Regions from separate parts of the Xenopus laevis genome. Here region 2 is linked to region 1. A link is a contact called in public Hi-C data. All regions are on one chromosome and are shown on one strand. The core of a region is the stretch at or near the end of the contact, and the rest is flanking DNA. Distances in the headings are between cores, read along the strand shown. Region 1 has its middle 6.1 kb from the start of rassf10.L. Region 2 holds the start of arntl.L (aryl hydrocarbon receptor nuclear translocator like L homeolog).

Region 1 (6,827 bases), core at 2,429-4,928:
TGAGCTAAAGGAATCCATGACCCAATATCAGGGGAGACTGAATCCAAAACCATTGCTCTGTATATGGCTTCTCTGTATGGCAGCTCCCACCCACATTTATAAATGTAAATATACAGAGAGAACCTGTGAGCTCCACATGCAGAAGTTTTTAAAGGGGCGGTTCACCTTTAAGTTAACTTTTAGTAATGTTATAGATTGGCCAATTCTAAGCAACTTTTCAATTGGTCTTCATGGTCTTCTTTTTTATAGTTTTCAAATGATTTGCCTTCTTCTTCTGACTCTTTCCAGCTTTCAAATGTGGGGTCACTGACCCCCATCTAAAAACAAGCTCTGTAAGGCTACAAATGTATTGTTATTGCTACTTTTTATTACTCCTCTTTCTATTCAGACCTCTCCTACTCTTCTTATTCAAATCAATGCATGGTTGCTAGGGTAATGGGGACCCTAGCAACCAGATGGCTTAAATTGCAAACTGGAGAGCTGCTGAATAAAAAGCTTAATAACTCAAAAACCCACAAATAATAAAAAATGACAACCAATTGAAAAATGTCTCAGAATATCATTCTTTAAATCATACTAACAGTTAATTTAAAGGTGAACAACCCCATTAATACCAATATAGCATTATTTAAATGATGCATGTGCTTTTTAAAAGCCCCTCAGCTCTGAACTGTCAGCGAGAGACAATGCGACTTCTGAATCAGGATTCATGGCAAGGTCCCTTTCATTGCCCTTGGAATCATGGGAAATTCCCATTGAATCTTTATAAGAAAGAGAGGTCCCAAAGTGGAACATTTGCGTCACGGATCCGGAGCCATAAATGTTCTCAGTGAGACTCAATATCCATGGTAACCCCCTAGATTACTGAGCATTCAGCTCTCCTGTCTTTATTTAAAGGGGGAAACCCATCCAAAAACTGTGTTTTTTGCCTATTTCGCAAACGTCCCAATATCCTGATTCTGATTGGACTGTGTAAATGTCATTGCTGCAGCAGTGTTTGTCTGTCCCTTTCCTTTCTCTGGTTCTGACTCTTGAAATAGCGTATCTGCTGTTTTATGCTACATTGTTTTACGCGTCAGAACTGCTGGTGCAGAGAGTGTGAACGGGCAGATTCAGCTTTCAAAAGCAATTACATTGACTGCTGATTAGCTTTTGGGCGGAGTTCCCCTTTAATAGAGTTCATGTCGGCGCCTAGTTTCAGGGAGATCTATTAATTGAGTATCTGATTGCAGCCCACGCCCTCGTGGAGAATCGTGCATCAAACTTCAGTTCGATATCCCGACAGCTTCCCCACCAGTTATTTACTTGGCTGGTAATCACTTTTCAGGGTTCCTTTGGAAGCCCTTCCCGTGTACCTGGGGGCAATCTTACTGAACCGACTCCCAGATGCCTCGAATATTAACCCTTAGAGTGCAGTGCTATTTATGTAAAACAACCAATTAGACAGGTAGGCTGGTCACATGCACAGGCTTAGTACCCTAAGGGGGTTCTGCCATCACAATGAATGAAACAGGCAGTGGGGTAACAACTGCCACTCACACACCTGCCAGCACCACTCCTCTTGTGCCCAGTGCTAGATGTAATGGGGGTCAATGAGAATCACTACTAAGATAGCGGGGCCCAATGCCCAAAGGCATTATTATTAGCCCACTGGTCAACTCAACCCCTTAGGTGGTGAGCACAGGCCAACATAGAGGTCCAAATAGCCCCCCACCAGTATCCACAGATTGCCTGTCTGGGTGGACAAACATGTATTTAAGTCTAGATCACATTTTAGTGATCACCGGTAGATCCAGGTCCCCCTACATCCCCCATGCACCCACACCAGCACCCATGGTATACTTGCACCTACTATGGCCCAGGTGCACCCCATTTACCGCTATTGTATTTACCCCACTGCCTCTAAAAGGGTCCAGTGGATGGTTGAGGGATTTTTTTTTATATATAGGCCCCCAAAAGCTTCCTCCCTAGGGACAGTGGTCAGCTGCCTATATATATAAATATCACCCTGGGCTGGGTATTTCACAGGTCCTTAAAGGATAAGTAAACTTTGAAAATTGATGAGGAGGCTATTCTAAGAAATGTTGTCATTTACATTCATTGTTTATTCTTTTTTAATTCCAACATATTAAGGGATACATGTGCTGTTAATAGGAATGAATTTTGTTACAACAGCGCCACCTGCTGGTCAGTTTCCCACCAGTCTGACCACCAAGTAGTCAAGGAAGTTGTCAGGAGAAAGAAAGAGGCTGCTCCAATGTTCTTCTGCTTAGGAAAGATGTGAGAAAGGTTTATAATTGTATTCCTAAGCAGTAGAACATCAGCCTCTTTCTTTCTCCTGACAACTTCCTTGACTACTTGCTGGTCAGACTGGTGGGAAACTGACCAGCAGGTGGCGCTGTTGTAACACAATTCATTCATATTAACAGTACGTGTATCCCTTAAAGGGGTGGTTCACCTTCAAACAACAAGTTGGTTTCAGATAGATCACCAGAAATAATGACTTTTTCCCAATGACTTTCTATTTTTATATGTGTGACCATTTTTCTAATATTGAAGTGTGAAGTGTCTTTTTTGACCTTCTGAAGCAGCCCTGGAAGGGGGGTCGCCGACCCTGTAAACTGTTCTAAATGGATACATTTAGTTAATACATTTCTTATCTTTGTCCCTGCTGAGCAAAATCTCTGGGTTTCATTTAGGGATGCACCGAATCCACTATTTTGGATTTGGCTGAACCCCCGAATCTTTTGTGAACGATTCGGCCGAGTACCGAACCGAATCCGAACCCTAATTGACATATGAAAATTAGCGGTGGGAAGGGAAAAAAATATTTACTTCCTTGTTTTGTGACGAAAAAGTCACGCGATATCCCTCCACACTCCTAATTTGCATATGCAAATTAGGATTCGGATTCGGTTTGGCCAGACAGAAGGATTCGGCCGAATCTGAATCCTGCTGAAAAAGGCCGAATCCTGGCCGAATCCCGAACCGAATCCTGGAAATTCATTACAGGCATTACAATTACAATTACAATTACATTACAATAGACTTGATACAATAGTTACTAATACTCCAGAGATGCTGCTTAGAAATGGATCAACTAAATGTTGTAAAATTGTAACAGTTCAGAATCTGAATTACTGAGCTGTCACTCAAACACCAGAGACACCAACATTCAACTTTACACTTAGATTTTGGAAAAACAGTGAAAAATAAATAATGGCAAGAAATTGGAAAACGTCTTTATTTGTGGGGAACAATCTAAAAACAACTGAATTTAAAAAAAGTGTTTGAAAGGTGAACAACCCCTTTAATATCTTGGAATGAAAAAAGAATAAATAATGAATGTAAATGACAAAAGCACTTAGAATAGCTCCCTTATTTATTTACTTATTTTAAAGGTTTACTTATCCTTTAAACATTCTTGTGTTTTCCTTCCTTTGTAGTTATTTTGTAGCGATTTTTTGGGCTTCTTTTGAAGAGCCTCTTGGCTAGTTCGGGGCTGGTTTCGTAGCTGAATTTGGCTGGTTTTGAAAAATAAGACCTGGCAACCCTGGTCCCCGTTCCAGTGAGAACGCGAACGCCAACCTTCCATGGGACTCGACACGTAGAACAAAAGGCGCTTGTGTGAACTCGAATGCTCCCCTCACAGATCTCATGATCTAGTCGAATCACAATGAGCCTGTAACGGATCAGATTTGTCCCCAAAGATTGAAGATTGGGTCCAATTTGGGTCTTAATAGCTCTGTTTTTTGTCATATTAAAAGCTCAGATTTCAGTCTTTGGTGTAATTTAAAGGTTATATGGGTTTGTTTGTCCTGCCCCAGCCACTAACACCAAGATCCCCCCTGGCAGCAGGGTAGGAAATGCAAATGAAGTTTCCAGATAAAGGGTAACTAATCCTTCCCTGTGTCTTGTTAGACCATTGTTCTTATCCAGAGTGTATATGTAGAATCCCTGCAATAATAGACCAAGCCAGTGGTGTATCTGCAGGGGGAGCTGGGCAGACCCCACGGCCATGGGGGAGCTCACAGACAATAGGGGCCCTTTGAAGGATAAGTAAACCTTTAAAATAAGTGAATTTAAAATTGATGAAGGGGCTATTCTAAGAAATTTTGTCATTTACATTCATTATTTTTTTTTTTTTAATTTCACATGTACTGTTACTATGAATTGTGTTACAACAGCGCCACCTGCTGGTCAGTTTCCCACCAGTCTGACCACCAAGTAGTCAAGGAAGTTGTCAGGAGAAAGAAAGAGGCTGATGTTCTTCTGCTTAGGAAAGATGTGAGAAAGGTTTATAATTTTATTCCTAAACAGAAGAACATCAGTCTCTTTCTTTTCTCTTTCTTTCTTGGCTGGTTTTTAAAATTACAAACCAGCCAAAGGCCCAAAGAATACCTTGGCTAGTTTGTACCTACAAAACCTGCCTGGGCTTTAAATTAGTTGCCCAATTTGGCTGGAAAACCGCCAACCTGGCAACCCTGATGGGGACACTTTATGGGAGCCAGATGGGTGCTGCTGGCCATGCATTCTCTCTCTCTCTCTCTCTCTCTCTCTCTCTCTCTCTCTCTCTCTCTCGTTTCTTTCTTTCTTTCTTTCTTTCTTTCTTTCTTTCTTTCTTTCTTTCTTTCTTTCTTTCTCTGTCTCTCTCGCTCTCTGTGTCTTTCTTTCTTTCTTTCTTTCTTTCTTTCTTTCTTTCTTTCTTTCTTTCTCTGTGTCTCTCTCGCACTCTGTGTCTGTCTGTCTGTCTCTCTCTCTCTCTCGTTCTTTCTTTCTTTCTCTGTGTCTCTCTCGCTCTCTGTGTCTCTCTCTCTCTCTCTCTCGTTCTTTCTTTCTTTCTCTGTGTCTCTCTCGCACTCTGTGTCTGTCTGTCTGTCTCTCTCTCTCTCTCGTTCTTTCTTTCTTTCTTTCTCTGTGTCTCTCTCGCTCTCTGTGTCTCTCTCTCTCTCTCTCTCTCTCGTTCTTTCTTTCTTTCTCTGTGTCTCTCTCGCTCTCTGTGTCTGTCTGTCTCTCTTTCTCTCTCTCTCGTTCTTTCTTTCTTTCTTTCTTTCTTTCTTTCTTTCTTTCTTTCTTTCTTTCTTTCTTTCTTTCTCTGTGTGTCTCTCGCTCTCTGTCTGTCTGTCTGTCTCTCTTTCTTTCTCTCTCTCTTTCTCTCTTCTCTCTCTCTCTACGTTTGTCCCCAAAGCTCAGAACAAAACGGGTTCTTTCAGGACCTCTCACATAACACGGCCCCCTCTCTCCGCCGGACACTGAGAAGGAAATGAGTTTTTTTGGCACAGGTTGCCTAAGTGGGTAACATAATCTGCTTTAAAGAGGCGGCAGCTACAACAATTGTGCGGGAGAAGAAAATGCCTATTAAGCCGTCGGTAGCTTTATTTGCTGCACTTGCCGAGTGATTAGTCACATCAGAGGCTCTTCAGGGGGCCACCCGGCTCATTTATTTGTTATTGTTAAAGGACAAGTAACTCCGATGGTTCCGTGCTTGTGCTTCGGATCGAAATGCATGTTTTCAGCCCAAAAAAAGCTTCTCCATGGGCTGAATTATTTGTCCCGTGTGCCATTAGCTGAATAACTTTATAGAGCCCAAGTTATCCTAAATGACCTTTAAAGGGGTGGTTCACCTTTAAGTTAACTTTAAGAATATTATGGAATGACTCATTCTAAGCAACATTTTAATTGGTCTTCATTATATATATATTCTTAGTTTTTGTTGAATTATTTGCTAATGTATTATTATTGCTAATTTTTCATCTTTCTATTCAGGCCTCTCCTATTCATATTCCAGTCTCATATTCAAATCAGTGCATGGTTGGACCGTAGCAACCAGACGGCTGAAACTGCAAACTGGAGAGCTGCTGAATAAAAAATTTATAAATATTATATTTTAAAAATATTTTTAAAAATAAAATTCACTTTTAAACGCATGAAATGTTGGCAGTGAAGCTCTAATGGGAGAAAAAAACCAGCTCTAGAAGTTAGAGGCCTGACAATGGGATTAGATTGTTTGCCCCCAAGGAGTGACAACAACATTTCCCACAAATATTTTCCATAAATTACTAAGTATATTGCACACAAGGTACATTTTAATTACTGAAGATCTCCCCTCCCCCCAGCTAAACCGCACATTGCGCAAGCCTCTATATGTTTTCTCTCTGAAATAATAGACCTTTTTTTTTTCATTACGGCTTTATTTAATTAAATTTGCCTTAAAACCAGGGTCGCCCGGGGGCAGTTGAGATCTTCGCTTGAACTTCTACTCCTGTATCTTCAGCGTTTTTAAAAATCATAGAAAATATCATGTGAAATTGGATTTGGGGGTCCTTCAATGGGCCACAAATATGGCAGTGCTTAGTAAAGAGTAGCACCTTCCTATCTGACTTTAATCTTGCTTTATGGTCATGATATTCATTCGGGATCAGGCTCATTGCAGCTTAATTTACCCTTTATCTATAAAGGGATTCTGTCATGATTTTTATGATGTAGTTTCTAAATGACACTGTTTACACTGCAAATAATTGACTGTACAATATAAAATTGAATTCCTGAACCAGCAAGTGTATTTAGTTGTAATATTGGTGTGTAGGTGCATCTCAGGTCATTTTGCCTGGTCATGTGATTTCAGAAAGAGCCAGCACTTTAGGATGGAACTGCTTTCTGGCAGCCTGTTGTTTCTCCTACTCAATGTAACTGAATGTGTCTCAGTGGGACCTGGATTTTACTATTGAGTGTTGTTCTTAGATCTACCAGGCAGCTGTTATCTTGTGTTAGGGAGCTGCTATCTGGTTACCTTCCCATTGTTCTGTTGTTTGGCTGCTGGGGGGAAA
Region 2 (6,857 bases), core at 2,179-4,678, 91 kb before region 1:
CTCCCTTTCCTTTTGCGGTTACAGTCGATCCCTCCCATTCCCAGGGAGCTGGATATGAGGTCAGTGGAGCCGGGGGACATGAAATCGTTCATTGTGGAGGAGATATCCATTCTTTGGTCGGCCATTGGATCATCTGCTGCAGCCAATAGGAGACAAAGTTCAGATTGATTAAAAGGACTATATGGAAACCCTTCTGATTGGGTTATAAAACCAGCCAATTAGAGAAGGGGTTGCGTTTGTCTTACACAGGGAGAATTTCATTACACTTGTGATCTTATTTCCTTAACACCATGTATGTAAGTGGATATGGGGCACCAATCAAAGGCACAGCGTTCCCGGGAAACACAAAAACAATCACAGAGTGGGGTTACTGCGCTCTACAGAGATTATACATCAGACCCTCCCCAGCGGAACTCGCAATCTAAGGGCCCTACCAGAATCACAATAGGGCCAATTAGATGAGCCAATGAACTCTCCTGTGTGTATTTGTGGAAGGAAATCACCCACTGTAATCTCCTGTAACAATTTCATATATGCTCCTCACCTGAAGGATTGTGTCTAAGAGAAGCGAAAGGGTTGCGAGTTAATGGGGCCCCCCAGGAGCCAAGGGAAGTCAGTCACCTACAGGCGCTCATGCCTCCGAGTCTGGAAAAAAAGGATTTCAGTTATTGTTCTGTTTTAATTTTAAAGACATTGCATAACCATAATAAGGAATATCTATGCTGCCATAGTTTTATGGGATCTCTCTGTACAGACTATGAGCAAACTTAGGGGCTGTTCCTGCTGAATTGTGCTTAGTACAGGGAATACCTATGCTGCCATAGTTTTATGGGATCTCTCTGTACAGACTATGAGCAAACTTAGGGGCTGTTCCTGCTGAATTGTGCTTAGTACAGGGAATACCTATGCTGCCATAGTTTTATGGGATCTCTCTGTACAGACTATGAGCAAATTTAGGGACTGTTCCTGCTGAATTGTGCTTAGTACAGGGGAATACCTATGCTGCCATAGTTTTATGGGATCTCTCTGTACAGACTATGAGCAAACTTAGGGGCTGTTCCTGCTGAATTGTGCTTAGTACAGGGAATACCTATGCTGCCATAGTTTTATGGGATCTCTCTGTACAGACTATGAGCAAACTTAGGGACTGTTCCTGCTGAATTGTGCTTAGTACAGGGAATACCTATGCTGCCATAGTTTTATGGGATCTCTCTGTACAGACTATAAGCAAACTTAGGGGCTGTTCCTGCTGAATTGTGCTTAGTACAGGGAATACCTATGCTGCCATAGTTTTATGGGATCTCTCTGTACAGACTATAAGCAAACTTAGGGACTGTTCCTGCTGAATTGTGCTTAGTACAGGGGAATACCTATGCTGCCATAGTTTTATGGGATCTCTCTGTACAGACTATGAGCAAACTTAGGGGGCTGTTCCTGCTGAATTGTGCTAAGTACAAGAGAATATCTATGCTGGTATCTCTCTATACAGGATATAAATAAATATGACAATGATCTGGAATGCCGCTGGACCACTGCCCATGAGACATGCAGGGGAGTAGAAAACGTAACATTCAGGAGAGATCCGACTGGTGCTTTGATCATAACAAACCAGTTCTGCCTGATGGTGCAATTGGCTCAACATTATTACCAGTAAACGTGTGGAAGGGCCAGTGGCTCTGGGGCAATTCCAATCATTCTGTGCCCGTAGCTATATGGGCGGGGAAATATATTATATAGAACATCAGCCTCTCATCCAGATCAATGTAACCCCTCCCATTCATTTCCAGTCTGCTCCCACCCCTGCACTATAATCCTGTCTCTGCAGTCTCTACTTCCCCTTTAGTGACCAGGAATCACTATGTCTCCCCTGTGCCTCGCACCAATTAGATGCAGCCGATCCCGCCGGCGCGGCTATATTTAGTGACAGGGACCGACGTCACTCAAATGACTAAACAATTAAATGGAAAAGGGGAGCAGCGAGAGGCACGGGGGGGGGGGGGTATTTGAATAAAAGAGACAGTTACTGTATCACATGACAAGCCTGCGGCCACGATTAGCCCAATCATGTGAGTAACGAGCATCTCACAGAGAAAATCAAGGTCAGTATAAAAAAAAATGTAGGTCAACTGAGTCAGCGCCAAGGAGCGGGACTGTATGTTCCATGGCTGTACCATTATACAACTGCCCCCGGGGCACCCCCCCCAGCCGGCTGAGGCATTGTGGGTAGATTAAAGGAGTCACTGCTCTGAGCAAAGCGTTTAACAATAACAAACGCCGAGGGAAACTAACTGTCATCTCTCCTTCAATCACATTGTATTTGTCTCCCAGAAAGGAATGAATGAAAAGACAGGAATGGGGCATGCTGGGAGGAAGCAAGGGTGGCACCATAGTTGGCATGGCTGCCTGGCATAGCCGGGACTTGGGTTTCATTCTGTAATTCTATAAATACCCCCTGGTACCCAATGTACAGCCGTCTCAGCACAGCCGCAAGCAAATAGGGCTGGAAACAGAAATGGCAAACAGAGCAGTACTTGCAGGTCGGGAGTTCAGGGTGAAAGCAAGTTTAGTAGTGAAAGCTGGAGGACAGTGGGGCAAGAGGGAGACAGCAACACTTTTTATGGGTATCGCTGGACCTTAAGCTGTTGTTGAAATACAACTCTCAGTCTCTTTGCCCAGGCCCTACCACAGCTACAGTCAGACCAGTGTCCTAGAAATATAATTTTTATGACAAAAAGTCCAAATAAATAATTACTATTATTCTAGTTTTCAAGTATTTATAAAAAAGCCAACAAAAGTAAAACATACAGGTTACATAGAAACACGAGAGCCCTGCTCTTAAGAGCTAACAATCTGATTATAACCTGCCTGTGAGCAGAGAGGGTGTATATAATGAATAAGGTATTGTAAAAATATAAGAGTATTAAAGGAGGAGTTAGATGAAAAAAATCCCTAATGAGTTCAGTGGTTTTGTTGGCGCTGCCTCTGCTAAACTTCCTCTAGGTTCCCATGACAATACAAGTGAAGTGATCCTGGACGGACTATTTCTCATGCAGGAGGGCAGGGATACGAGCTGTATGACCTGCCCAGTCCAATTACGCCCCCCCCCCGTGCCGGATCTCAGCTCTAATCTGCTGACACTTATGAGGCTTTTCCAATCGCCCCAGCAGCGCATTAAGCATTACACAACCCAGACTGGCCGTGTCCTTGGCACAGGGGGAGATTACACTGGCACTTTATAATGATTACTAACTGCCAGCCAATATCACTATTAATTAGGGGCGGAGTCACATTATCCCAATGAAGATGTTGGCTTACCTTTATATACAGGATCTCTCTGAGGAAGCGAGTAGGGAGGGAGTTGTTACTGTGCTGGATAAATCTTCCACCCTCTGCACCCGAGCACCTTATTCCCCCGTCTGAATCAACCCTGTCGGCAAAGGCAAATGAGTTCTGATCAGTGGGCAGAGGAAATCAATGGGGAGGCACAAATGTAGGTTATTGACAAAGCAAGGGGATAATTGGAATTAGGACGTACGTGTAATTACGCTGGCGTCTCCTGCGGCTGCTCGGCAGGGGGGGTTATTACCTGTCACACTATATCTTATTTTCCCAAATTAGGGTGAAAAGCATTTATTATCATTATTAAAGGGATACAGTCATGGGAAAACATGTTTTTTTTCAAAACGCATCAGTTAATAGTGCTGTTCCAGCAGAATTCTGCACTGAAATCCAATTCTCAAAAGAGCAAACAGATTTTTTTTATATTCAATTTCAAAATCTGACATGGGGCTAGACATACTGTCAGTTTCCCAGCTGCCCCCAGTCATGTGACTTGTGCCTGCACTTTAGGATGGAACTGCTTTCTGGCAGGCTGTTGTTTCTCCTACTTAATGTTACTGAATGTGTCTCAGTGGAACCTGGATTTTACTATAGAGTGCTGTTCTTAGATCTACCAGGCTTGTGTTCAGGTGGCCATACACGGAGAGATCAATCTCTCTCTGATGTGCCCACCTTGATGTGGGCAATATCGGGCTGATTCGATTGTGGGCCCTAGGGACCATATCAACGAACAGATCCAGCCGCAATCCGACGGGATTTTTAGTCCCATTCAATCGAGATCTGGCCGACTTTCGGGCAGATCTCGATCGGGGAAGCCCGTCGGGGGGCCCCATACACGGGCTGATAAGCTGCCGACTCAGTCTGTCGGCAGTTTTTATCGGCCCATGTATGGCCACCTTTAGTTATGGAGCTGCTATCTGGTTACCTTCCCATTGTTCTTTTGTAAGGCTGCTGGGGGGGAAGGGAGGGGGTGATATCACTCCAACTTGCAGTACAGCAGTAAAGAGTGACTGAAGTTTATCAGAGCACAAGTCACATGACTGGGGGCAGCTGGGAAATGGACAATATGTCTAGCCCCATGTCAGATTTCAAAATTGAACATAAAAAAATCTGTTTGCTCTTTCGAAAAATGGGTTTCAGTGCAAAATTCTGCTGGAGCAGCACTATTAACTGATGTGTTTTGAAAAAAAAAAAAAAAGTTGTAGCATTTGTATGAAGTGCAGTCCTTTTTACAGCAATAACAGTGAAATAATTGTTTAGTAAATAAATAGGGCTGGGCTGACCCAGATTGGGCACTGCCAGGGATCTCTCAGCAGGGAATCTCGTGCCCAGACACACCTTCATTAAGCCTATAAATGGGACGAGTCTGCACTCGATCCTCTTGGATTGGGAATGTTCCTGCTCTGCTGCTTACAGGGCTTCCCGAATCTCTCACTATGGTGCATTTGTACTAATCCATCCCAGAGCTTCCCATCGGATCACAGGGGATTCTGGTACCTAAACTGGAACGCAGCTGCATTTTTCTGGTTATTTACGGCACAGAATTTGGCACGGGCGGAACAGGCACGTTCTAGGCCAGGGGAACAGGGTGTGTCCCACTACTGCACATGCCACATCACCCACAGAAAACCGGTTTGGCCTCTTTCCTCCCAGAGACACAACAATGCTACCCTGCAATTAATTCTACTATATTTAACTCCTTTATAGAGCTGATTAAAATCGGCACGGGTTCAGCGCTAAGAACGGCAGAACCATATCCCTATATGACCAACTTAAAATATAAGCAATATCTGCTTCAATTCAGCAAGAGAGATGCTCTGTGCCTATTGTCTTTGCAGTTGTTCACACTGTCCCTCCCAGTACCTGTGTGATAACCTCCTCCTTATCTAAAAACTCGAGACACAGGCAGCCAAGGCAGGGAGGGGGGGCATGATTTAGAGCTCATTATCTCTCCTTGCAAAGCTGAAGCTTCTTATCTCTCCTGACAATGCTGACTCCAGGGTTGGACAGTATAACAGACCCAGGTCTCGTCTTGCGTTGCCCCCAGAGATGCTACTGTAGCCAATGGCTTTGGGCACCAGGAGTCATGAACCTAAATCAATTGGGCAGAAGGGCACAATGTAGTAAACACTGGAATGGTGTCTGTTTTACTTCCCATCCCCCCCCAAGTTCTGTAAAGGGAAAGTAGAACTGGGCCCTGGGCAGTAGGAGGAGATAATTAAATAACTAGAGAGACAAACAGGGATTATCGTCATCGACTTGCTGTTTATTGTATCTCTTCCCCGTGACTCATCCTCACAGCCCTAATGTATCGTGTGCTCCAGGGCAAAGGGTGAAAGAGAACCTGAGATACCGCCCAAGCTTTATTTTCTAACGGAAGTACAGGTGTGGGATCCATTAGCTGGAATGCTTGGGGCCCAGGGGTCAGATAAGGAGATTTTTACTTAAAGGGATACTGTCATGGGAAAAACATGTTTCTTTCAAAACACATCAGTTAATAGTGCTGCTCCGGCAGAATTCTGCACTGAAATCCATTTTTCAAAAGAGCAAACAGATTTTTTTTATATTTAATTTAGAAATCTGACATGGGGCTAGACATATTGTCAGATTCCCAGCTGCCCCCAGTCACGTGACTTGTGCCTGCACTTTAGGATGGAACTACTTTCTAGCAGGCTGTTATTTCTCCTACTTAATGTAACTGAATCAGTCTCAGTGGGACTTGGCTGTTACTATTGGGTGCTGTTCTTAGATCTTCCAGAGAGCTGTTATCTGGTTACCTTCCCATTCTGCTGGGGGTGGAAGAGAGGGGGTGATATCACTCTAACTTGCAGTACAGCAGTAAAGAGTGATTGAAGTTTATTAGAGCACAAGTCACATGACTGAGGAAGCTGGGAAACTGACAATATGTCTAGCCCCATGTCAGATTTCAAAATTGAATAGAAAAAAATCTGTTTGCTCTTTTGAGAAATGGATTTCAGTGCAGAATTCTGCTGGAGCAGCACTATTAACTGATCCCTTTAATTAGCAGAAGGAGCCCTTCCCCCGCCACTTAAGGAACTTCTGTTTATCTGTAAGTCCGAACAGTCACAACAAAGGGTAAATGGGGAGGTGGGGTTGTTTATACGGAGCTCGTTGTGTGTGCTTAAAATAACTCAGCTCATGGGGAGGTAGTAACTGCAAACTTTGTATGTGTTGGAAAAAGGTATATAGCGTGTCAGTCCGACCCCTAATATTCATCCCGTTGGCCGTGCAGGGAAGCAGAATCCATTCATATCTCGAGTAGGATGTTGTTTCCCTTTCACCTCCTTTCTATTTGCCTTTTGCCTCCGTAAGAGACATTTACGCAGGACGAATGCATTAGAACGCTCACTGGCTGCGATCTCTATCCATGATGCTGCTGGTTGCCAGGCAACCACTAATACAGTAATGTTAATTTTGTACACGAATGAAGAATTCATTAAACAGGAGCCGGGGGCCGTTATCAAGGGGCTGAGCACATCACCCTTCCCCGAGAGAAC

Evidence for each region. A called contact is a pair of places that touch in the nucleus more often than the background predicts.
Region 2: a contact with region 1 is called in a Hi-C map of the XL177 cell line, with 3 times the contacts expected there. The contact joins the promoter of arntl.L here to the enhancer-like site in region 1.

Annotation. Positions count from the first base shown.
Region 1 is chr4L:4,524,627-4,531,453 of Xenopus_laevis_v10.1, reverse strand. No RefSeq gene overlaps it. Among protein-coding and RNA genes, the nearest start is that of rassf10.L, 6.1 kb to the left of the region's middle. Within about 2 kb of position 3,678, at least 1 of the 7 cell types and tissues checked has an H3K27ac peak or open chromatin away from gene starts, as enhancers often do.
Region 2 is chr4L:4,615,789-4,622,645 of Xenopus_laevis_v10.1, reverse strand. arntl.L (aryl hydrocarbon receptor nuclear translocator like L homeolog) reads right to left here and starts at 3,428. Exons shown (of 19, transcript NM_001095562.1): 1 at 3,316-3,428; 2 at 545-645; 3 at 1-136. The coding sequence starts at 125.